Linked DNA regions of Mus musculus: regions 2, 3, 4, 5 and 6 are each linked to region 1. The links are chromatin contacts, called in public Hi-C, capture Hi-C and promoter capture Hi-C maps. All regions are on one chromosome and are shown on one strand. Each heading gives the region's core, a stretch centred on a gene start, on an enhancer-like site or on the middle of the called end of the contact. The rest is flanking DNA. Distances are from core to core; before and after follow the strand shown.

Region 1 (3,892 bases), core at 206-2,705:
GCTCATTGCTCCCTTGCTCCCCCACCCCCATTCCTTTCCCCTCTCTCTCCATGTGGTCTCTACTTCTCTACTCTCTCCTTCTCTCTGCCTTTCTCTGCCTCTACTATTCTCTTAACTCCCCTCCCCCTGCCCTGAATAAACTCTATTCTATACTATACAGTCCTGTGACTGGTCCCTCAGGAAGAAGGGATGGCTTGACATGGGCCCCACCAAGACACCCCCTTCCCCACACCCCACCAGCTAGAACATATCTTTATAGCTCTTTCTCTTTTTATGATCACAACAGTAGGTTCTATGTAGTCCAGACTCTTGACACGTTCTTAAGAGACTTAAGGCACTTTTTACAATGTCATCTATGAATCTACAAATTTTATTTAAAAACGGGGCCATATCTATTAGCTATAGGTCACCGAGAAAAATGCCATTTTCTATGGAATCCAAATACCTGCCTTCAGAACCTTTGAAGATTGATTTCTCGGAGTAGTTGAAATCAAGTTCTTGTTTCTTTAGAGGTAAGAAATAGACCTTTTCCGTCAGTTGAAAAGAACTTGAATGGTCACTTTTTGAAGATAAACATTCCTGATGTATTATTAGTAATGATGGGGGTGAGTGAGAAGGAGAAACCATTAAGTTTCTTCAGTTTTGATATGCACCTCCACTGAACTCTGCATTTCACTCAAACAAAGAACAAAAATTAACCAGATGTATAAAAGTTCTTAACAGCCCGTTACACTTGCTCTTGGCCCTTTAGAGTCTGCCACAGTCAGAACATTTCATTTAAAAAGCCACCGACAATGAACCTTTTACGTCTGAGCACAGTTTAGCTTCCCGCAGACGTCACACGGTCAGAGAGGCACTCAGCCTGGGGTAGGACAGATGTGCTCAAGAATGTTCACCTTGCACTCCTGGGTGGCTCTGTGCAACTGGTTTAACCAGATCAGGAATCCTGTCTGACAGAAGTAAAGTAATAAAAAAGAAAAAGATGAAGAGATTAGACAAGTACTTGGGACCTGTGAACAAGGTTTTAAATACACATTTATGTCTTCATAGTACCAGGAAAGTCAGTGTGTGTGTTTGAACACACATGTACATTCATCACACACACACACACACACACACACACACACACACACACACACACACACCCTTCCCTGTTTTCAAAGGTCGCTTCCCTGGGGCATTCCTCAAGATTATTTAATAGTCTATCGAAGGGCAGGATTGAAAGTGGTTTGAGGGGGACTTTCCCAGAAAGGTTGAAGATGTTTGAGCTGCCAAGGTTAGCTCCCTCCCTGTTTTCCCTAACCTTGGTGGGCCTGGGCTAGGGAGCCTGCATCTGGCCTGTCCAGCTCTGGCCTCCTGACCCAGACAGCTCCCTCGCAAGGGAGCTCAGGGCCAAACCTAGGTCGCGCCGCCCCCAACCTCGGGGCTGTCTGCCAAGAGTTCGAGGCCACCCCAATCCGGATATGATGAAAGGGAGCCACAGAGAGAGAAGTGTTTGAAGAGTGTAGGAGTGGCAGCGCGAGGGTGAAAGAGACGCACAAGTGGATCCTAAAGTCCTTCCCGGAGGAGAGGGGCTGCCCGGAGGGAAGGGACGGAGTGCGCGGAGTCAGCGCGGGCGGCTGCCACTGTCGCTGCCACTCCCGGGGCCGGAGGGACGTGGTCAGGCTGCCAGGGCGTGATGGGGCCGCGGCCAGAGCCTCGCTGACTACCGGTGGCGGGAGGAAGGGACCCGGAACAGCCCACGGGGGGGATGCCAAGGTAGGTGGAGGTCCCTTAGGTCGCTCTGCCGCCGAGTCCCCGCGCGTCCCCTCCCAGCGCGCGCGTCCCGTTCGCAGCGTCCCCCCAGGCTGCTTTCAAATCCTAACTTCCCTGGGGTGGAGTTGGAGGAGGGACGCGGAGGGGGAGGGAATGGCCCAGGCATTGCGGCGTGCTGTGCTCTAAAAACAGTTGATCCTGCTGTCCCTTTTGCTTTTCCCGCCAGAGGCAGGCCGTTTCCTGCACCCAGCACCTAAGCAGCTGGGGTCCGTGCACCCCGCGGGGACGGCTCTGGCTCGGAGCGTGGCCCATGTCCTGCGCGGGTGAAGCCCTCGCTCCCGGGCCCGCGGAGCAGCAGTGCCCGGTCGAGGCGGGCGGCGGCCGGCTGGGCTCCCCGGCCCACGGTGAGTAACAAGTACTTGCGAGTTGCGAGTTTCTGGGACGTGCTTGCACACTTAGGGATGGGTGGTGGTGGTGGTGGGAGTGGGGAACTGCGAGGATGGGCTTCAACTTCGGAATTGTGAACTTTTGCACACTTATGTTACTTAAACAAGTCTGCCAGAGGATCACTGCCCCAGATCAACAACCGGATAGGAGGGCGGGATCCCTGGCCCCTCTATTCCCTTTTCTTGCTAGAAACTGGTTGACTAGATGGCTTCTACCTTCTGCCTAAGCACTTCTTGGCCTGGGACTCAGGAGGGGTGTGAAGTCTCCAACCCTTGTCTAGTACTCTTAAGTTCTTATGTTCTTTTCTCATGCAGGGCAGTCTCTGCTCTCTGAGCTAGCGTGGGCTCTCCTCATCTTTCTGGTTCTTGTGGGGTACTCTGACCCCCAGGTTAAGCATCCAGGTTTCTGAGACCAGTTTCTTTTGGAATGGCTCGTGCATATGTTTTCAATAACGTTTGTTTTGGAATAAACACGTTCCAAGAATGAATTAACTCTTTTGAGTTCTTCCAAAGGGAAAACAAAATCGTTTGCTTCTGGGAAGCTTCCATAACCACATTTTAAAATTCTTTGAAGGTAATAGACTTCAGGTGCTCTTTGGTGGCAGAACCAGACTCTCACCATTTCTCTTCCCTTTTCCAGTAAGGACAATTCCAATGAGGACAGTTCTGACTGGCAGACACCAGATAACTTTCCAGCTCTCCAAAACTCTTGATTTTAAGCATGTCTAAAATCTTGTCTCCCAGTACCCAAATATATACTGCCTTAAGTTTCTTTCTTCTCTTTTTAATTCGGGGGGTGGGGGGTGGGGAGGGGGGGGAGGAAAGGAGTTGCTGTTCTAACCAGAGTAGATAGTAGCAGAAAACATCCAAGCGTAAATTGAAATGTTATGTTTATCATTTCGATTTAGAAGAGTGACTCATTTCTTTTCCTAAACAGAGAGAATCCAAGTGATTAGCTGTAGAGAAGAACCAGATTGATAAACACGTTTTCTCAGAAGCAGCCCGTCTTACACACACTGCATTGTCAACATTGTCATCTCCCTGCCATTAGCCATGCCCGCCCACCCTCCACAGTCATAGCCACTCGTCGATAGGCTCTTTATACTCCCACTTCAGTCATTAATCACTCCTGGTAAACAATGCTTACGCCAAAAATCAACTGCAAACACTCCAGGTAAAACTATTGGGCCGGGTGTGGTTGTGCACGCCTTTAATCCCAGCACTTGGGAGGCAGAGGCAGGCGGATTTCTGAGTTCGAGGCCAGCCTGGTCTACAAAGTGAGTTCCAGGACAGCCAGGGCTATACAGAGAAACCCTGTCTCGAAAAACCAAAAAAAAAAAAAAAAAAAAAAAAAAAAAAAACCAAAAAAAAAAAAATTGGATTTGGAAATAGCCAATACGCACAAAATCTAGTGTTAACGCTAGGGATGGTTAAAATCTCCTGGAAGAACTTGTCATGGTACCTCCTGTGTACAAAGCTGCTTGGTGTCAGGTGATCTGCGCACAAGGAGGAAGACATCTCAAAGGGCCTGAGGTTAACGCTAGCTGCATACAACGTGTATATCTCTCTATGGAAAACCAATGTCCTCTTGCAATTGAACATTGCCTTCCTCCAATAGTCCCACCTGCTCACCCTATCGCTGGGAAACAAAACATAGTGTCTGAGCATAGTAGGACACTAGTGTTCAGTTA
Region 2 (3,505 bases), core at 24-2,523, 1.9 Mb after region 1:
CCTCTTCCTGCTCTCTGCAAACGAACACTTTAGTAAGTCACTTAATGATAGTGTTCTTGGACCCAGATAGCTATTTGAGCTCTTTAGGGTCCTCTTACCTGTCATTTACACACAGCTGTCAGATTGACACCGCTGAGCATGTTCGGTTCATGTCGTGACACTGTCCAAATGCCCTCAAGAGCTTCTCACTTTCTAATTATTGAAGTCTTAACTACTAACTAAACTCTTAGTCCTTGGTAAAAACAAAGTGTGGTTTTCAGACGAGTAGCACTCCTCCTTCCTGGGAGCTTGTAAGAAATATAGATTCTCTGGTTTGCTCAGGCCTGCTGAACTAGCAACTCAATTTTATCAACATTTCCAGCTGCTTCCTGTGTCAGCTTTGACTTCAACCTTCCACCCCCCCCCCTTTTCTTTAACTTGAAGCTTCAGTAGTAGAGTTGCCAGATTTAGCAAATAAAAGTAGGAGACATCCAGTAAAATTTGAAAATAATAAATAATGGTTTTAGAATGCTTTAAATCCTTCATGGGACATTTACCTTAAAAATTGGTTGTATGAAATTGAAATTTCTACTGGATGACCTGTAAGTAGTTTGGACAGCCAGTTCATGAGGGTACAGATCCAAGGCTAACTTAACTTTTTTTTCTTTTTTTTTTACTTTCCAGGAGTACAATGCCTTCCCTAACTCAATGTCTAATTAATAGAGGTGAGCTTAAGAGCATTTTCTTTGGGATTTTTGTTTGTTTGGGTTTTTAAATCTACATTTCTTATTCCTAAGAACTAGCAAAATAGTCTTCCTATCATAAAAGACCAATAAATGTTTTTCGGATGAATAAATGAATATATCAAAAGTAATCTTTCAATTATGGACTGGATTGTGTGTGCCTATTTCAATTAAAACAGTATTTTTCCTAATACTTAAAAATGTTTTAAATTGGTACAGCTTTTCACATTTTAGCTGGCAGCGTTCAGGACTTGGTGGGAACAAAGTCATGGGCTCAGAATGTACTCATCGCCAACCGGGTCCATATGGTCATCGTTGACTAGAGAAGGCACCAGACAGAGCAGGATGACAGAAGATAACCATAGCAATCCCACTTTGGAGGCGCTGCGCACGCGCACAGCGGCGCTCAGGCCGGCGCTCAGGGGGAGGGAGGCGGAGCTCCGGGGGCGCGTGCGCGGCGGCCTAGGCTGAGGAGGCGGAGCTCCCAGGCGTGTGCGCAGTGGCTCGGCTCCCGGGAGGCGGAGCTCCGGGGCGCGTGCGCGGCGGCCTGGGCGGCGGGGCCCCTCCCTTGGCGGGGGCGCGCGGCGCGGAAGACCGCTCGGAAAGGGGGAAGTCAGGTGGCCGCTGCTGCCACCAGCGCCACGGTCTGTCGCCAGAAGGAAGATGGCGGATCTGGAGGAGCAGTTGTCCGATGAGGAGAAGGTAGGTGCCGCGGCGGTGAGGAGCCGGGCGGGCGGGAGGGCGGGAGAGGTGAGTGCCGAGGCGCGAGGGCCGGAGTCTGACCCCGGGCGGGCTCCGGTGGTGGGCCGCACGCCTGCGCTTCCCGAGCGGGGTGCTGCCCGGGCTCCCCGAGGCCGGGCCCCTCCGCTCCTTGTAGGGTGTGTGCTCCGAAAATAGGAAGCGGAGCCCGGCGGCCGCGGGCGGGAGCGGGGGCGGCGGGACCCGGCCCTGGGGGTCCGGGCTCGGGAGCGGCCGACGGCGGAGCGGCGCCGCCTGGCCTGGGGCTTTCGCCGTGAGGCGGGCGGGCGGGGAAGACGGCATAGCCGACCCTCACTTTTTCCTGCAGTTTCTCCTCCCCAACGCGAAGTGCTTCCTGGTTCCCCAGGGTGTTTCCTTCCCTCCGGAGGTCGCCGTCTCCACATCCCGCCCCTTCCCCCCCACCCCCCGCCATCTATTTCTTTTATTAATATTGTCATTACCTTTTTTTTTTTTTTAATTGCTGCTCCCATGTTCCCCGGAAGGCAGTATTGTTCACAAAGACACCCCTCCCTCCCATAGTTATTTTCTGCCCAACTTGGCTGCTTCCCCCTCTTGGGGCAGATTTGGTGACATCCCATCTTCCTGATAGGACCAACTCTGAAGAGGGCGAGCGGGTGCAACTCCTTTTACTGTGTGTTAAATGCTGTGACAGCATTAGGACCAAATGCACGACTCAAGTTCTCACATTTGTGATACGAAATCTGATCATTGAACTAAGGCTCTTGCCCATTTTCTTTGGCGACTGAGGAGACCGCGTACCAAGGGGCAAGTAGTGTGAGGGGGAACGCCATACGTTTTGAGTATTTTCTGGAAAAGACCGGGACGTTTTTTTCAAACTTAGACTTAACTGACATATGAGTGTGCTGCCCTTTGGAAATGTCTGATCTTAGCTTGTTTTTAAGTTCCAAATGAAGTACACCCATGTGGGAAACAGAACTCAGTTCTAGTAGGGTGTTAGAGAAACACTAAGGATATTTTCAGTTGGGACCCTCTCCTTTTATACTGCACCAGAATTAGTGTTCTCTTTCTCTTTGGTTGTTCAGAACTCAGCCTCTTTTATGGTTTTGGAAGTGTTCTGGCTTTCTCGTTTGTGCCCTTGGATGAAATGGTGATAACTTAACAAAATGGGGACAAGCATACCTTACTTTAATTCACAGAATTAGACCCTAAGTCGCTAAAAGTTGCTGTACAGTGTTTACATTTGTAGCATTGAATAGTTTAAAGCTATTTATTGAAAATATACCAGCGCATTACAAGAAAAATAGCGTTTCAGATTCAAAGTTCTTGAAGCGATTTTTTTCATGTTTTGTGTACTTTCATATAATTATTAGGAGGAGCTCAATTGGCTTGGAAGATAGTGAGAAGAGAATTGTTAGGGTGGGAATTAATGTAGATTTGCCATGTTGTTGGAAAGGCCCGGAAATTTCAAAATAAAATGAGAAGATTCCTTGACACCCAGTGTGCTGAGTTTTACAGAGTAGTGTATGAGTTCACCTGCTGGCATAACGTTGGAAACAAATTAATGAGAATTTTAAGCTTAGATTTAGCATCTTTTTGTGACATAGGTAGGAATATTCTGTAGTAACTTCACATACAGATTTTTATAACAGTATTTTCTAATTTAAGAGATCAGTGGTTAAACTTTCTAGTGAAATTTAAATAACCAGTAAATGGAAAACAATATTTTGTCACTTTTATTTCCCAGTAGACTTGTACTGTTTTAGGAAGGTGTTCCATATAGATCAGAAATGGATTTAATTGTGATATTTTAGGACCAGTTCTTAAATCATGCTTCTCTATTTTATTTCCTTGCTTGTGATTTTTCAGGAGTAAGTTTTAAATACTTTTTACATTTCAGTTTTGCAGGTCTAAAGAAGGGGAGGTACTACAATGTATAATAGTGTAGTTTATATGTATTTATCATGTAAGAAAAATGTTCTATTTTCTTTTTTAACTTAAGTTTGAGGTAGATAGTTTTATTATCCTTTACCTGTAAGTAAATTAAGGTTTTAAAGGCCTTATAT
Region 3 (3,979 bases), core at 153-2,652, 1.6 Mb after region 1:
ATGTAAGCTTTACAAAAAGATTAAATGGATCTAAACTGTCTCTTCCAAACCCTGGAAATCAACATGAAGGCCTCCCCTTCAAACTCCTGCCATCGGGCGTAGCATCTAGACCCTATCTGATTCTCAGAAAGTCCGAATGAATGCAGGATGGTGAAGTGCTGAGAAAACAGTGAGTGTAAGGCCTATACCACCCCTTCGAATTAAAAAGGATTTAAATAAAACCAGGAAGGAAAAGTATAATCAGGGGGAGGGGGAAGCTTGAGTAACGGGACTCGGTGAGGGGGCGAGAGAAGAAGCCTCCAGGACGTGGGATTCAACCCTGCGCCATTCTGCATTACTGACATGATGACCCACACACTGCAGTGGAAGAAGATACACTCCCTATTCAACTATGACATTTAGAGTTTTGCCTTCCAAATATGTTCTCCGATCAGTTCCCAGGTTGTTTAGTTGGTTGTTTTGTAACTTGTATTACTCCCCAAATAGCCTTTCCTTTTCCAAAGAAACCTTCAAATCCATTTCCTACAAGGGATTTGATTTGTGCAGCAGGCTCTAAAGCCGGCTGTCCAGAGCAATGCCCATTCTTTGGTACTATAGTTTGGGGTCTGGGCAAACTGAAAGCATCATTCCATATCTATACTCACCAAGTTCCTATTTCGCGCAGGCAAAGTTTTAGGTTACCAGATGGCAAACTCTTTATGCCAACTCCTCCCTACTGAAGCTCTTGAGAGAATGGTCAGCGGGCTTATCCATGTACCATGATGTAGTTATATGCTTGTTTATGCTGCTCCTACGATGGCATTACAGACCTGTCTGCACGGCATTAGTTCCTGCAGTCTTTGAACAAAATCCTGATTTAAGGGAAAATCCAAAGTTAGTTGTAGTTTGGAGGCAGAAGAGCAGACCTATCCTTGGGGTATGATGGCAACAAACTCCTATAACAACTTACATAACCAACTCTGGGGAAACAAAAACAAAACGAAAGGGCTGCTGCAGTCCATTATCTATCAACAAGGTACGCCTTAGCCTCACGATTCAGCTACAATGCTTGCTGTGAGTTGGGGACCAAGTAAAAGTTAGGAATTAACATCTCATTCTCTCAGGATAGCTCTGAGGAGCAGGTGCCACAACTCTAATCCAACCAGTAGATGCATGTAGACTTCCCTAATGCTTGCCCCCTAGCACCTCCAGACCTTCTTCCAGTACACACACCTCCCTGACCAATCTGTCTGCCTTTAAGCATCCCTGTTCGGACTGCAAGCCAAGTGGCCCGGGAGGTCTGCTTTGCCCGGCTTCACCAAGCCAGGAGATGACTCATCGAGCCGGTTCCCCGGGCTCCTTGGGGCTTTGGCAAACAACTGGAGAGGTGCCCTCCCTCCCCGCAGGCCCGGCGGGGCGGGGCGGGGTTCGGCCAGCCAAGGCTGGGAGCGGGAACCGGCAGCGGGAAGCGGCCGCCGCCCGGGCAGCCCGAGGCTAGGCAGGGCGAAGCCAGGCGGGGCGGGGCTGAGCGCCACGGGAAGGGGAGGCAGGGCTGCCTAGGGACCGAACGACCGAGCCACTCTTGCAACGCCAGCCACGATGGGGCTGGAGACCGAGAAGGCCGATGTGCAGCTCTTCATGGCCGATGACGCCTACAGCCACCACAGTGGCGTTGACTACGCAGATCCTGAGAAGTATGTTGACTCGAGTCACGACCGGGATCCTCACCAGCTCAACTCTCATCTCAAGGTGAGTTTCAGGCTGGGCTATCACTCATCTAGGCTGGAGGCTGCTAAGGGTCCCTTGTATGCTGCAGGAGGATGACTCTTGACCTTCTCCCCAACAGTGGGGGTTGGTCCCATTGCTAATGCTGGTTCCATTGGCACTCTGCCCTGGTCCCACAGCCTTCAGGCTCCCTGAACAGCCACACAGTGTCCAACTCCTGTGTGCCCAGTGTCACTCTAAGAAAAGCTGAAGATACTCTAGCCAGGTCGCCTTTCCTTCGGACTTCCCCTTCTTAGAGTGCTTCTGCCACCACACCCCCCACCCCCACCAACTTCGTTCCCTCCCCACCCCGACCCTATCCCCGACAGGTTGGATGACGTCATGAGTCCTTGCATCTTGTCTCTGCAGCTAGGCTTCGAGGATCTGATTGCAGAGCCTGAGACTACACACTCCTTTGACAAAGTGTGGATCTGCAGCCATGCTCTCTTTGAAATCAGCAAATATGTGATGTACAAGTTCCTGACCGTATTTCTGGCCATCCCCTTGGCCTTCATTGCGGGTATCCTGTTTGCTACCCTCAGCTGTCTGCACATCTGGTGAGAGGGGACACATGGGTTGATTCTGAAGCTTACAGAAGTTTTTGCCACCTGCTCTCTGCTCTTCCTATTTCCCAGGGCCCATTTGCAGAGAAAACGCTTACATTAGTTCCCAAGGGTAACAAGACCTGAGAAATCTTGAAGGGCAGTGTGCTTTCTTTAGAATAATAGTCCCGGCTGAGAGTTTAAACAGAAGGAAGCAAGGGCCTCTTTCCTGGGTGTGATTTTTCCTTCCATGCAGAAGGCTGAGCTGAGTGTGGAGGTGGGGGCTGGAAGGCCACTTCCTGTCATAGGCTGCTCTCTCCAGGGCCTGTTGTGACTCGTGCCTGTGGTTCTGGGCAGGTCCTTTCCTCCTTTCATTGACTTTTATTCAGTCACCATCTGTGCTTGGGCAAAACAAACGTTGATCTCAGAGAAAACAGCGCTTACATTCTGACCCTTGGAGAAGGGCAGACTTTAGTAAAACAGTGCTATGAACTGAGCCACTCAAGTCTTGCTATTGGTAAATGGCAGCCATGAACCCAGGGGAGACAGGAGTGTTTACAATGATTGGGTTGAACATCTACCACGAACAAATAAAATGTTAAGCTATGAAACAAGGGGATAGGCCATTACATTATTGTTTCACTTATGAAGCACACACACACACACAAATGCCATCTAGTTACAAGAAAAAGAAATATGGAAACCAATCGAATGTTGGGATGTCTGTAAAGTTATTCACGTTCAAGATGCATCATAAGCTTTTTTAAGCACTCAAACTTGTCTTAAGGGAACTAGCCCACTCCTCCAAGAAATGTTTTTTGTGTTAAAGGTTACCCACTTCATTCAAAGAATCATCCCCAATGTCACAATAGTTTTCACGCTGGTACCTCAAGGTGGTCCTGGTGACACGTGTGACCCTAGATACCACCGTTTAGTTTTTCACATCATGGGGCATTGCCACATCCCAGGGCAGTCTCAGTGTTCAAAGAGTTATCCAACTTACTCCTTCTTTCAGTCTCGAGGTACACTTTGCTGTGTTAGCTCACTAGTTCTGCACACCAAGCCTATTAGGTGCTCAGTGTTGCTGGGTGAGAACACAAGCCTTTCTTCAGCTTGCCCATCACCAGGGAGGGGGATTTAGAAACAAACCCAAATGGTGAGAAAGCATGGTGAGCAAGCAATGGAGGAGCTGGGAAACAAGGGTAACTTTGTGAGGGAAAGGAATCTGAAGACCAAAAGAAGTCTTTTGGAAGATAAATATAAATTCAGATGACGAAAGGATAAACAAAGAATACCAATTCAGTCGCTTGAGGCTCTAAGCAGTCATCTTGAAAGGGCCAAAAGATTGCCAGAGAAGTGGAACTCTTTGCTTTCGTGTGTATGCAGGCCCACACAAGCATGTGTATGGTTATCTCATATGGGACATTCGCACATAGGTGATTTTTTTTACATGCCTAAATCAACATATAAAACTGTACATTCCAGCCGGGCTGTGGTGGCACATGCCTTTAATCCCAGCACTTGAGAGGTAGAGGCAAGCGGATTTCTGAGTTTGAGGCCAGCCTGGTCTACAAAGTGAGCTCCAGGACAGCCAGAGCTATACAGAGAAACCCTGTCTCATAAACCAAAAAACAAAACAAACAAAAAACAAAAACAAAAACAGCAACAACAAAATACAAAAAAAAACCTGTACA
Region 4 (3,501 bases), core at 56-2,555, 1.1 Mb after region 1:
CACTGGGAGTCTACCAAGAACAGAGGAGAAAACAAAATTTTGGGAAACAAAATATGAGTACCTTTTAATCTCGTGGATTCATAAATATCCAACCAATCCCGCTCTGATATCAGAAGGATTTTTAGTCAGCAACCAACCTCCAAAGAGTTGAAGTGATTGTCTTTGCAGATTTAGTACGATGACTAAGTGGTAGGCTAAAGAGGTATTGATAGAAATGTGTACTTAATTGCCTAATAATTTACCGCCCTTAGAAGAGATATTGTGTGAACTCTTGGGTTAGCCAAATAGAACTTAAGGAATGTAAATAATGCATTGTATTTTCTGCTCCCACTATAACACCATTTCCGGTTTTCAAAATGGTTGTCTGACAGGTTCGTGCTCTCCTAGCCAGGTTGTGGTACATTTTGCAGCTTGTCAAATGTCCTCTCTGCTGACTCTCCGCCTTTTTCATCACACAGCATCACTCTCTGCTCAGCGCAGGCAGACTCTACCTCCAGTCGAACACTAAAGCTATTTGCGAGACACTCCTTTGCTCTCTTGTATTTCACATCTTCCGGCTGGTTTTCTCCTCTTGAATACACGGTTCCATCTTTCTACCTCTGGCCTCGGAAATCTGAGCAGTCTGGGTTATCTGAATACTTAAGTAGCTTTGTGACAGATGTCAGAGTGTGTCATTCTGTACTAACACGCTCCGTGCCATTTTTCAGTGCTTGCTTTCTTTTTAAATTCCTTCTGTTGTAAATTAATGGGAACAGATTGGTCTCTGAGAATGAGTTAATGTTACAGGATTTTTTTTTCTGATTAAAAGTGAAGTTTCTAATTAGTACTTCCATCAAATGGCATATACAAAAACCAAAAGAGTTCCATCATAGTATATGGAGTATCTTGAAGTTAATCGTTTATTGTCTGTGCAAGGAATAGATCAGAAACAGAAAAGAAGAAATCTGAATATTCTCATACAAATGGGAGAATGCTCTCTTTCTCACCCCTAAAAGTAAAAGAAAAGAACATTAAGTAGTTCAGCCTTGCAATTACGTGATCTAAGGTGACACCATATCTTGGGTATTATTAGAAGATTGCAAAGCCCTGGCATTTAGTGCTAGTTCAGGAGGAACACTTATTTTGGCAAACTGTTATAACCGGTCAGATTATGAAACTTTTGGAAACACAGGTGAAAGTTCAAACTTCATTCCTTAAGTGTAGTCATTGTGTAATAAAACACCCAAAATGATTCATTCAGTCACCTTAATATGTACTCGTCAAGGAGGAGGCGAGGCGAAGGCGGCGGTCTCCCTTTCTCTAGCATAACATGTTAAGTGCAGCATTCTAGTCTAAAAGGTGGAATTGTTCCTTTGAGTAAAATAATTAATGAGTCCAACAAAAGGAAAGCTGTTACGAGAGAGACCTCTAGTGGGAAACCATGCAAGTGTCTTGGCCGCCCGTTTTATTGTTTATGCTTCGTCTGAGAAACAGAACTTGCACATGGTATTTAAGGTAGTGTCCAAAAGGCAGCCAGCCAAATGCCTCCTTAATGATTAGCACATGCGATGTGTTCAAGCCATTGATGCTTTTCTGAGTAAGGCTGGAAAAGTCCTTTAGAGATGCCCAACTTACTTCTTAGACATCCAATTGTGAAAAACAAATACTAGGTGTCTAAGACATCTTACAAAGGGGTGGCCAAACACTGGAAGAATTGTTCAGAAACCAGAGGGATTCTCTCTCTCTCTCTCTCTCTCTCTCTCTCTCTCTCTCTCTCTGTGTGTGTGTGTGTGTGTGTGTGTGTGTGTGTGTGTGTGTGTGTGTGTGTTAGGTTTGAATTGTAGGTAATCATTTTACATAGAACAACATCAAAGTATTTCACTGATGCTGAGGAGGGATTAGGGGGTTTTTCAGATTTTCATAATAATAAATTCAATAATAGAATACACTAGCCATCCAGCCAGAGTCACTTTTAGGAAAAAATAAAATCTCAAAACGTCCTGGGTGCTAGACTACAAAGGTATCTGAGTACAGGTTAAAAAAAGGCTTGTCTCTGGATTGCAGAGTAGTCCATTTGACTAATGCATTTCCGAGATTGGTTCCCTTTGTTTGTCATGTGGCTGCTTTTAGTTCATCTTCCCATACATATACTTTAATTGTAGACATCTTTTAAGATTCCTTTAAACAACATTGATGATAAATAGTAAATTATGATATGTCGTCAGGCTAGAAATACAGCACTAAACTGCAGAGAATTCTGCAGTGTTTACCGAGGAGTATTCTAACTCCTAACTTAAATGAGTATTAGCTTAGCAGGACAACGAAATCCAAAACCATGTGGGTTAAGAAAGCTTTGCAGACTAGGAGAACAGGAGAAAGGAGCCAGGGAGCCAGAGTTTCAGTGTTAAGGCAGCGCTGGATTTGGTCGCTGCTCTGAGAGAAAATGGCTGTAGTTGCTTACCATACCAACTCTGGCTTCTTTACCATGATGATGGAGGATGCAATCAGCACAGTATACCTTGGGGAAGCTTTACAAATGTTCTGGTCTGTTGTACACTCCAGTGTTTGCTAGAAAGAGGAGTCAATTCTGTTTCTCCAGAGACTGATACACTAGCTATCCAGTTGCAATACTGGGATGCTCGAGACTTGAGGTCCTCAACCCACATACAGGAAAAAAGATGGGGGAGGGCTCAGCAAATGCCTGACTCTCATCCTTATCACCTATACCTATGACATTTGTACCTTCCCAAGCAAATGACAGTGAGAAAACTAAGAAGAAAACTCACAAGAGAATCTGAACACATATATAACTTTCCATCAGCACAGCACAGCACAGCAACAGTGTGAATATATATCAATAAGAATGTACATTATCTCTATATTTTCTTTGTACTTTGAAGATTTCATCTTTGTGCTTTACTCTTATGGCTGGTAACAAGTCAGTTTAAAATTTGTCATTCCACACCGCTCCATGGATTTCTTAGTCTCATTGCTGTTTTAACAACCAAGAATCAGCAAAGGAGCAAAAGATTGAGAATACACTCACAAACATGCAAAATCTAACAAAAGTCCCGTGGCTTTGACTCAGTTGTTGGAGTCTCATTGCTTGAGCAGAAAGATCTAGGTTCAGATCCCACATAAAAATGAGCGGAGATTAGTGGTGCACATCTGTAATGCAGCCCTAGTGAAAGGAGACTGGAGGATCCCAGAAGTTCTCTGGCCACCCATCCCGGTGAAATCGGTAACCATAGGTGCAGTGAAGTATAGGGAGAGATTGAAAAAGAAATCCAAAATTGATGTCTGATCTGCACACATACACACGTGTATATTATACGCAAGCAAACACACACACACACACACACACACACACACACACACACACACTGCAATTTTACTAAAAACAAGAGGGTGAGTAATTGTTTCCACCTGGGTCATAAGTTCTAAGTAATTAGCTTGTTGTTATAAACATTTTCCCCTATCTGAATACTGATGAAAAAATAAAATATTTGGGAAAACACAAAC
Region 5 (3,532 bases), core at 183-2,682, 1.2 Mb after region 1:
GTAATTTGGTAACCAGCTGGGGTCAGGGAAAATTTTTCCCCACAGTACCGTATTGCCAATTACTATAGGTATAGAGAGAGCAGGAGAGTGAGTCAGGGGGTTACATGGCCCTCTAAAGCATCTGGTATTGGATGCTTTTGGAGTGAGAATTCAGGGTAAGATGAAACAGGCAATTGTCCTTGTGTGTCAATTTTGATATTCCTAAGAGCTGCCAGGATGACACTCCTGCCACGAGGGAGGGATTTCCTACGAACAGATGTCACTTAGAGTATTATGTGGACTATCTATCTCAACAAATAATTGCCTGGCACTTCTGCCCTATGGCAAGGGTCTGAAAACGTGTTATGGTGAGCACACACTATACAAGCAGATGGGCACAGAAAACACAGAATGGAAGGAAGCACAAGGAGCCTGCAGCATGTGTGGGAAAGCCAGGTGGGAGTACTGAAGCAGCTGTCTCTGCTCAGCCTCCATCAGTGAAGAAAGCCGGAGTCAGGATGCCCCAGTTATCAGCTATTTAGAAGTTCTGTGTTACAATGTATTTAAATAAGAGTGCAATTTATTGAAACAAAGAAGCCTTGTCTTCTCCACACATGCAGCAATCCCTTGTCATGAACATGACTGCAGTTTCCTTAATGACTAAAACTGACCTGAGACTCTCGACACCAGTGCCTCCTCTTTCCACAAACCATAAGCACCATCGCCACCCCAGTAAAAACAGAGAGAAATGAAAGGGAAAAACTCTAGGTTAGGATAAGAGGATGAGCACAAAGACTGACAATGAATGACAAAGGACAATTGAGAGGGGACTTGCCTGAGATAGACAGCAAGAGAGGAGAAAAATGTCCTTTTAAAATATCAATAAGAGAATCAAAGAAGGCAAGATCCTTTTTCTGATAAAAGGGGAAAAGTTAATAACGGTGAAGAAAGAGAAGGCAACCTGCCCCCACTGCAAGGGAAGACAAGAAGATAAAGGTAGAATCAGAAAGTAACAATTTTTTAATATGTTTAACATCTATTTTACTGTCTCTATTTATTCATGTCCTGGATTAGGTTATTTTTTTTCTTTTTGTGTTTAAACTGTTTGCTGCTCCATCACACGCCTGCCTGACTCTTTACCACATGGTAGCCCTTTATGCTACTAGGAAGTATTTGGTTGGAGAAACAGGGTGTTTTTGATCACAACAATCACCAAAAGAGGGTTATTTTTTAAAAATAGTTCTGATTGCAGGAGAAGGGGGAGAGACAATAATGAATGTATTTTAGCTCACTTTCGAAAAGAGTTAAGCCAACTATCAGAATTAGAAAATGCTCAAGGATATTATTGATGTATGTCTTTGAGCATAAGAAGATACATGTAATAACTGCTTTGAAAGTTCTCTAGACAAAATAACTGCAGCATTCCGTAATGTCTGAGAACTGTGATTCCACTGAGCACTGCTCAGGCTCTGGAGCCCAGCCAAAGATGATTCTTAAGGAAAACTTTAGGCTTGGCTGCTTGTTCTCTGTTGGTGTGGACTTTTAATCTTAAGGGACACTGGGAAGCTATTTCTTTCATTTTTATCATATTAACCCTACCCCATTCTCCTCTGTTTAAGAAATTTTTCGCAATCCATGCTTAATTTTTAATATGGAAAAAAAAACAGCATACAGTGTACTTGTGAAGACTATCTCAAATTTTCCTATGTGGACCACAGCTATTATCCAGCTGAGAGAAGTATAATGTGGAAGAAATTGCCTAAGGAGCAGTCTTGTAATTTACTCACTCTTCCCAGTACTCATATCAAGAAATGTAAGAGATTAAGGATTCAGGACCCTGTTCCAATCAACTTAAGGACATGGAAATGAACGGACATTGGAGAACTCCTAATGCAGTGTTTGTTCACTTGGGAGAAGGGCGCCACAGTCATGTCACATTTACTTGGTGATTTGTCTCTGGGCACATGTGGTAGTGACAGATTGAATAGGCACGAAACTGGAAACAAGGGCATTAATGTGAAGCACTATGGTAATACCTGTGCTTCACAATGATGATGACCTAGATGGGGCAGGTGGCAGCACCCCTAGAGAAAGCTAGACAGAAGTGAAAACAATTTGCAGAAGCTATGGAATATTCTATTACACTGGGAAAGAGAAGAAGAAAGAAGGATGTCAGTTTCAAGGTTTGCCCAAAGAACATGGCTAAGAATGTGTTTCTGAAGGGCAGCCCGGAGGGAAACAGTAGGTATAACTTGAGGGAAGCAAATTACTGAATACAGACCACATTGCTACTTTGGATTCCATGGAATTTGCACCTAGAAAAACTATTTGTAAGCTCAGAGCATTTTTGTTTAAGCCATGAGAATGCACCAGCTTACCTGGAATAGTGTGAAAGGTCAAAACAGAGAATCTCATTATTAGAATAGTCAGGAGAACCATTTGTTAATTAAATATTTTATGCCCTCCCTTTGGCTTCAATTCACCAGGGCCACCCCTATAAATAGGACAGACAAGATCCCTTTTCATGCAACATCCATTTTGAGTGAGTATGCCAAGATAAATTTATTTCTTTTAGCTAGGAAACCACAGACAACAGCAGGATCCTCAGTGAAATACATTAGATATTTTCCAATACTTTGAAAAACTAGATGGGAAATAAATTGACATGAGAATGAATTCCTGGGAAACATGAGTTCAATAGGTGTGGGAAGTAGAAGAAAGTCTACAAAGCTCAGTAGAGCAGAACAGAGAATGAGCAAGTCTTCCCCTCACCCACCACGGTGGGGGAGGACACTGAAAACCAAGGGCAATGCAAAGACAGAAAATGGGAGATGTGCTTTCTTGCTAACAACTGAATCTGCAAAAGCTGCTGCTGACACAGAGGACAGAAGAGTCGGAGTGGACACCTCAAAAAACTTGCAGAATATCAGTATCTCAGATCTAAACTCCAGAAAATTCAAAGGGAAGCTAAAGAAGAAGTGGGGATTTTTAAAATCTGTTCATTAAAAACAATAACCCACCAAGCAACCAGCCATCTTGCATGTGGTAGAGAGTTAATAGTAAGGAAGTATTGGGAAAGAAAATAATACCATTCTCCTTTTCCTCAACTATCTTTGCTTGACAGTTGACTCTCTGGGTCAAGGGTCTTTTATAGGGATTATTATAAACCTGTTTAATTATTATAAACTAGAAATAACTAAGATTCAGGTAGTCCTTGGTTTTTCATCAATAAAGAATTAGTGGAGTCAACAACAGATATCAATCAAAATGTAACAAATATCCACATACACTGACACAATAAAATAAAATAAAATAAAATAAAATAAAATAAAATAAAATAAACAGAAGTAATGAACATTAATAAAATGATCAGAAATTAGGAGAGCTGTTTTACAACTAAAAGTGGACACCTCCACCCTATGCCTCCTGTGTGTTATCTTATTCTAACAGAACTTAATTCGTTAAACCCCATGATGCATTTCTAGAGCCACTTGAATAGATGAATATTCATCATAACAAACTAATAGCTAAAAAAAAAAAAATAAAGCAGCTA
Region 6 (3,583 bases), core at 162-2,661, 1.7 Mb after region 1:
ACCCGCTTGAATCAAGTTTGCTTGGCTGGAACCCCTGGACATAGTATAGACCCTTGAAGGAGATTTGAGAACTGGGTTCTAACCCTGGCTTTCTTAATACCAGCTGTGTGAGCTTCCTAGGAATTCGTACGGGCTGTTTTATTCATCTGCAAAATGATTCCGTGCAGGCCTCCAAAACTGTAATAGGAACTTTCCTTTTCCATCAAACTGAGGAGTGGTGAGGTAAACTGCTCTTGGGACTGAAATAGCTCTGTCTAGTGTCTGGTAATGTACTGAACACATACATAGCGCAGTTATAAGAAATGTATGAGACCTTCCTTGTCTTTGCTCTGTGTGTAAGACGTGTCCCCTGCACCTGTATAGTGGCTGTGGCTTGAATGACTCTCAAAGTTACTTCTATACATACCTCTATGTCCATTATCGAATCAGCTCTTCTGACAATTGGAAAGAACTCCTATTCTAAAAGGCAATGGATTCCTTAGATCCTTTCACCTTATTGTATCCTTGTAGGGAAATGCAAAATTTTAGAAACGATTCTAATAAACGAATCTTCCTAAGTAAATCCTTTTCAATTTCTTTTAATATTCGAGATTTGAACTTATGTGTTGGATTTGTTAGTTGCTATTTGTCTATGTAACCGCCTTGTGTCCATTTGTCTATTTAATTACCCTGTGTCCAGCTATGAGGAAAAAAAAGTGAAAATTAACCAGAAGCCTCCCCTGGGTTAAACTCCTGGGGTTCTTCCAGAAATCTGAGAAATTATACTAGGGGGATAATGATTGCAAAATGAAATCATTGGGACAATCCGTCCATGCACTCCCAACATTGTCTGTGACAATGAGCGCCTTGTTTCCGTGGCGCCTAGATCTCTGTCCACGCGGGTGAGTGCGGGGCCGCCACCTCGGGCGTGAGAGAGGCTGCAGCTCCGGGGTGCGCCAGGGGGTGCGTGCGCTTTGCGCGGGTGACTTTGGAGCACCAGGAGGGGGAGACTCGGGGCCACTGATCTCCCTCTGCGCTGGCTTCAGACTCCAGAACTGGAGGAGGAAGAGAAAGCGCATAGCTGGGGAGAGGGAAACTTCTCCACCTAGAAAGTTTCACCTTGCCGAGGGCGGGGGGTGGGGCGGGGCTTGAGGAAGTGCGACCCCCCGGGCTAAGCGTACTGGCTGCGGGAAGGGCGGGGACGCCAACCCCCCCCCCCCCAACCCTCCAAGGGTGGTGCCAGTCCCCATCTCGGGCCCCAGGAGGGACCGTTGGGGACAAACCTAGAGCGACAGGGACGAACAGACACGTGCTGGGGCGGGTACCCGGGTCTCTTCGCCTCCAGCCCGGACGCGCCCGGGCGCCGCTGTTGCCCGGCTGAGTCACGGGCCGGGCAGGGCGCGTGTGGGAAGGGGCGGAGCAGTCCGAGGGCGCTCGGCGGGGTTCGGCCCGGGCCGCAGGTGACCCGGACGGCCTCGCCGCCCGCAGCGTCCGAGCCCGGGTGACCCTGTGCGGAGCCAGATGCTGGGCGACCGCTGACTCGCTGGAGAAGGGCGGAGCGCGCGGGTGGTCCCCAGCCGGCTGACTTCGGCGCCGCGCGCTCCGGGCACCCCAAGGTACAAACTCCAGCCGCGTCGATCAGGCACCCAGCCTCTCCCAGCCCCTCTGCTTTCTTTGTTCCACTAAGGGAACTGGCTACTGCTCTGGAGGACAAGACCACCGAGGTGGGTGCGAGCCCGGGGGCTTAGGAAACTGAAGGTATGGGGTCGGGGAGGTGCAAACTAGAATTGAGCTTGTCGCTTTAGAAGGAGTGTTGTTGACGGCCACCTGTGTGACTCAGGGGCGCCAAGAGCATTAGGTGCTCCAGGGCTGCTGTAGCTCTGCAAGTTTCACCTCTGGGATCTGACTCAGCCCTTACAGAAGGGATCGGTCACCCTGTCCAGGGTGATACAGCCGGCAAGGTTTGAGCCCAGCTATTTCCTTGTTCCTAGTCTTGCTTTATCTGCCTTGAGGGAGCGCGCGAGGAGGGGGTGGGGGTGTCTTTCTCAAGGGCAGGTGTTTCTGGGATGGTCTGAATTTTTTATTCCTGGCAAACACACGGAGGGTGTGATCCATCATTTTCTATCCCACTTTATCTTTTTTTTTTCCTGGGACTCAGTGGAGGTGAAATACATTATAACCAGAGGTCAGGTAGTCTGGCTAGTAGCGGTGTAATTATTAAAAGACCAAAGAAAGTACAATGCAGAATTTATTCCAAACTGTGGTTTCCCATTTCCTACCTTTTTATGTTTAGAAGAGCCATTTGCTAATTTGGCAGTTGGCAGGGGTTCTAGGGGCTCACGCATGAATGCTCGTCCAGTGGCTTTTCCCTTATCACAGGCTTCTGTTCAAAGCAGCTCTGGGGCAGAATGAAAAATTGTCAACTTTCTTAAGCAAAATAATCAGGAGGCTCTAATGGCCAAGTTAAAACGGTCCATGACTATGAGGAGATTGTAAACGCTGTAACTGGATAGAATATAGACAGAATTTTAGGAAGACTGTCAGCATTTTGTAGCATTGGGTGGAGGTTTATTCTGTCGCTTCCAGCAGCCAGCCACACACACACACATTGCCATGCAAATGGATTCAGCAGAACGTTATTTTCCTTTATAGCTCAACTATTATAGCTGACTAATGAATTTCCTCTGCATGGAGATGATCTGAAAACGATGTACACGGTGTTTCCCTTTGCTACTGGGACATAAATTGTGCTTTTATGCCCCAGTGTTAGTGTTGCCCGGATTATTTACAGGTATATAGCTTTCCTCTCCAGCTGGAAGCTTCCTCGGCTTTGTTCACAAGTGTAAATTTCCACTGTGGAGCAGGAGTGGGTTCTGTTACACATTGCAGACTTGTCACTGTCATTTCAGGTTGTGATATACTCACTGTTTATCTCCTCTGAGCAGATAAATAACACACATGAGACGTACAACTTCAATAAGAAATTTGATGGTACCAAAAATGTGTTCCTACATAGTGCAATAGGTGCTTTAAAATTTGTGGTCAGTTTTCAAACTCAGCAGGGCCTCAGTCAATAGTTATTAACTTAGCCACATTCCGCTGTAAGCAAGATGGATTTATGGCATGTCGAGGATGATCAGGCAAGTACTGCCTTTCCCGAGACTGCTTTGTTCTTGATCATTGGCAACAGGGAACTTACGCCAGAGATGCACTACTGGCTTTGTGGATCTGAGGGCAAGCTTTATCTGTAAAATTAAAAAGTATAAATAACAGGCAGTTGATACGGAAGTCTAACATTTGTACTCCTTTTAAGTCAATAATGAGAGGAAAATAAAGTGTTTATAGCTTATCTCAAAAAGGCAAATACCTACAGTTTATGATTTCTAAGACCATGTAAACAGTGTCCCATATTTGTCTTAAACTTTTTAAAAAAAAAAATGAGGATTGCACTTAGAATTATATTTGAAAAGTCAATTTACAAAGCTGTTGATGGAAATAATTAGTTCAAAATAGGATGAGTCTGATTTTTCTCTTACAAGTTTATGTAATAAGGTAAAGGTTTTCTCAGAACAAAGAGGATAACACAGAAGGGGCTGAAGCTCTG

The links. Promoter capture Hi-C pulls out the DNA fragments that hold promoters and counts their contacts. A called contact is a pair of places that touch in the nucleus more often than the background predicts. Capture Hi-C pulls out chosen DNA fragments and counts their contacts.
Region 2: a promoter capture Hi-C map of pre-B cells shows a contact between it and region 1. The contact joins the promoter of Capza2 here to the promoter of Mdfic in region 1. A contact is called at or near these places in 4 of 39 promoter capture datasets (the C10 cell line, liver and pre-B cells), 1 of 484 Hi-C or Micro-C datasets (embryonic stem cells), 3 of 115 datasets of contacts at active chromatin or transcription factors (astrocytes, pro-B cells and thymic regulatory T cells) and 1 of 9 other capture datasets (adipose tissue).
Region 3: a contact with region 1 is called in a promoter capture Hi-C map of pre-B cells, with 3 times the contacts expected there. The contact joins the promoter of Cav2 here to the promoter of Mdfic in region 1. A contact is called at or near these places in 2 of 39 promoter capture datasets (liver and pre-B cells).
Region 4: a promoter capture Hi-C map of maxillary cranial neural crest shows a contact between it and region 1, with 7 times the contacts expected there. The contact joins the enhancer-like site here to the promoter of Mdfic in region 1. A contact is called at or near these places in 7 of 39 promoter capture datasets (cranial neural crest, frontonasal cranial neural crest, hippocampal neurons and 3 more), 2 of 115 datasets of contacts at active chromatin or transcription factors (embryonic limb bud and stem cell-derived neural progenitor cells) and 2 of 9 other capture datasets (embryonic stem cells and pancreatic islet).
Region 5: a Hi-C map of Sertoli cells shows a contact between it and region 1, with 2.7 times the contacts expected there. The contact joins the enhancer-like site here to the promoter of Mdfic in region 1. A contact is called at or near these places in 5 of 39 promoter capture datasets (hippocampal neurons, liver, pre-B cells and 1 more), 1 of 484 Hi-C or Micro-C datasets (Sertoli cells), 2 of 115 datasets of contacts at active chromatin or transcription factors (bone marrow-derived dendritic cells and stem cell-derived neural progenitor cells) and 2 of 9 other capture datasets (embryonic stem cells and liver).
Region 6: a capture Hi-C map of embryonic stem cells shows a contact between it and region 1, with 5 times the contacts expected there. The contact joins the promoter of Met here to the promoter of Mdfic in region 1. A contact is called at or near these places in 1 of 39 promoter capture datasets (liver) and 1 of 9 other capture datasets (embryonic stem cells).

Annotation. Positions count from the first base shown.
Region 1 is chr6:15,719,206-15,723,097 of GRCm38.p6, forward strand. Mdfic (MyoD family inhibitor domain containing) reads left to right here and starts at 1,456. Exons shown (of 5, transcript NM_175088.5): 1 at 1,456-1,758; 2 at 1,982-2,159. The coding sequence starts at 2,066.
Region 2 is chr6:17,635,737-17,639,241 of GRCm38.p6, forward strand. It overlaps Capza2 (capping protein (actin filament) muscle Z-line, alpha 2), which reads left to right and starts at 1,274. Exons shown (of 10, transcript NM_007604.3): 1 at 1,274-1,424. The coding sequence starts at 1,386.
Region 3 is chr6:17,279,783-17,283,761 of GRCm38.p6, forward strand. It overlaps Cav2 (caveolin 2), which reads left to right and starts at 1,403. Exons shown (of 3, transcript NM_016900.4): 1 at 1,403-1,728; 2 at 2,113-2,300. The coding sequence starts at 1,579.
Region 4 is chr6:16,796,491-16,799,991 of GRCm38.p6, forward strand. No RefSeq gene overlaps it. Among named protein-coding and RNA genes, the nearest start is that of Gm36669, 21 kb to the left of the region's middle. Within about 2 kb of position 1,306, at least 11 of the 459 cell types and tissues checked have an H3K27ac peak or open chromatin away from gene starts, as enhancers often do. A contact at or near this core is called in embryonic limb bud, where this site is marked.
Region 5 is chr6:16,956,854-16,960,385 of GRCm38.p6, forward strand. No RefSeq gene overlaps it. Among named protein-coding and RNA genes, the nearest start is that of Tfec, 60 kb to the left of the region's middle. Within about 2 kb of position 1,433, at least 26 of the 459 cell types and tissues checked have an H3K27ac peak or open chromatin away from gene starts, as enhancers often do. A contact at or near this core is called in Sertoli cells, where this site is marked.
Region 6 is chr6:17,462,546-17,466,128 of GRCm38.p6, forward strand. Met (met proto-oncogene) reads left to right here and starts at 1,412. Exons shown (of 22, transcript NM_008591.2): 1 at 1,412-1,703.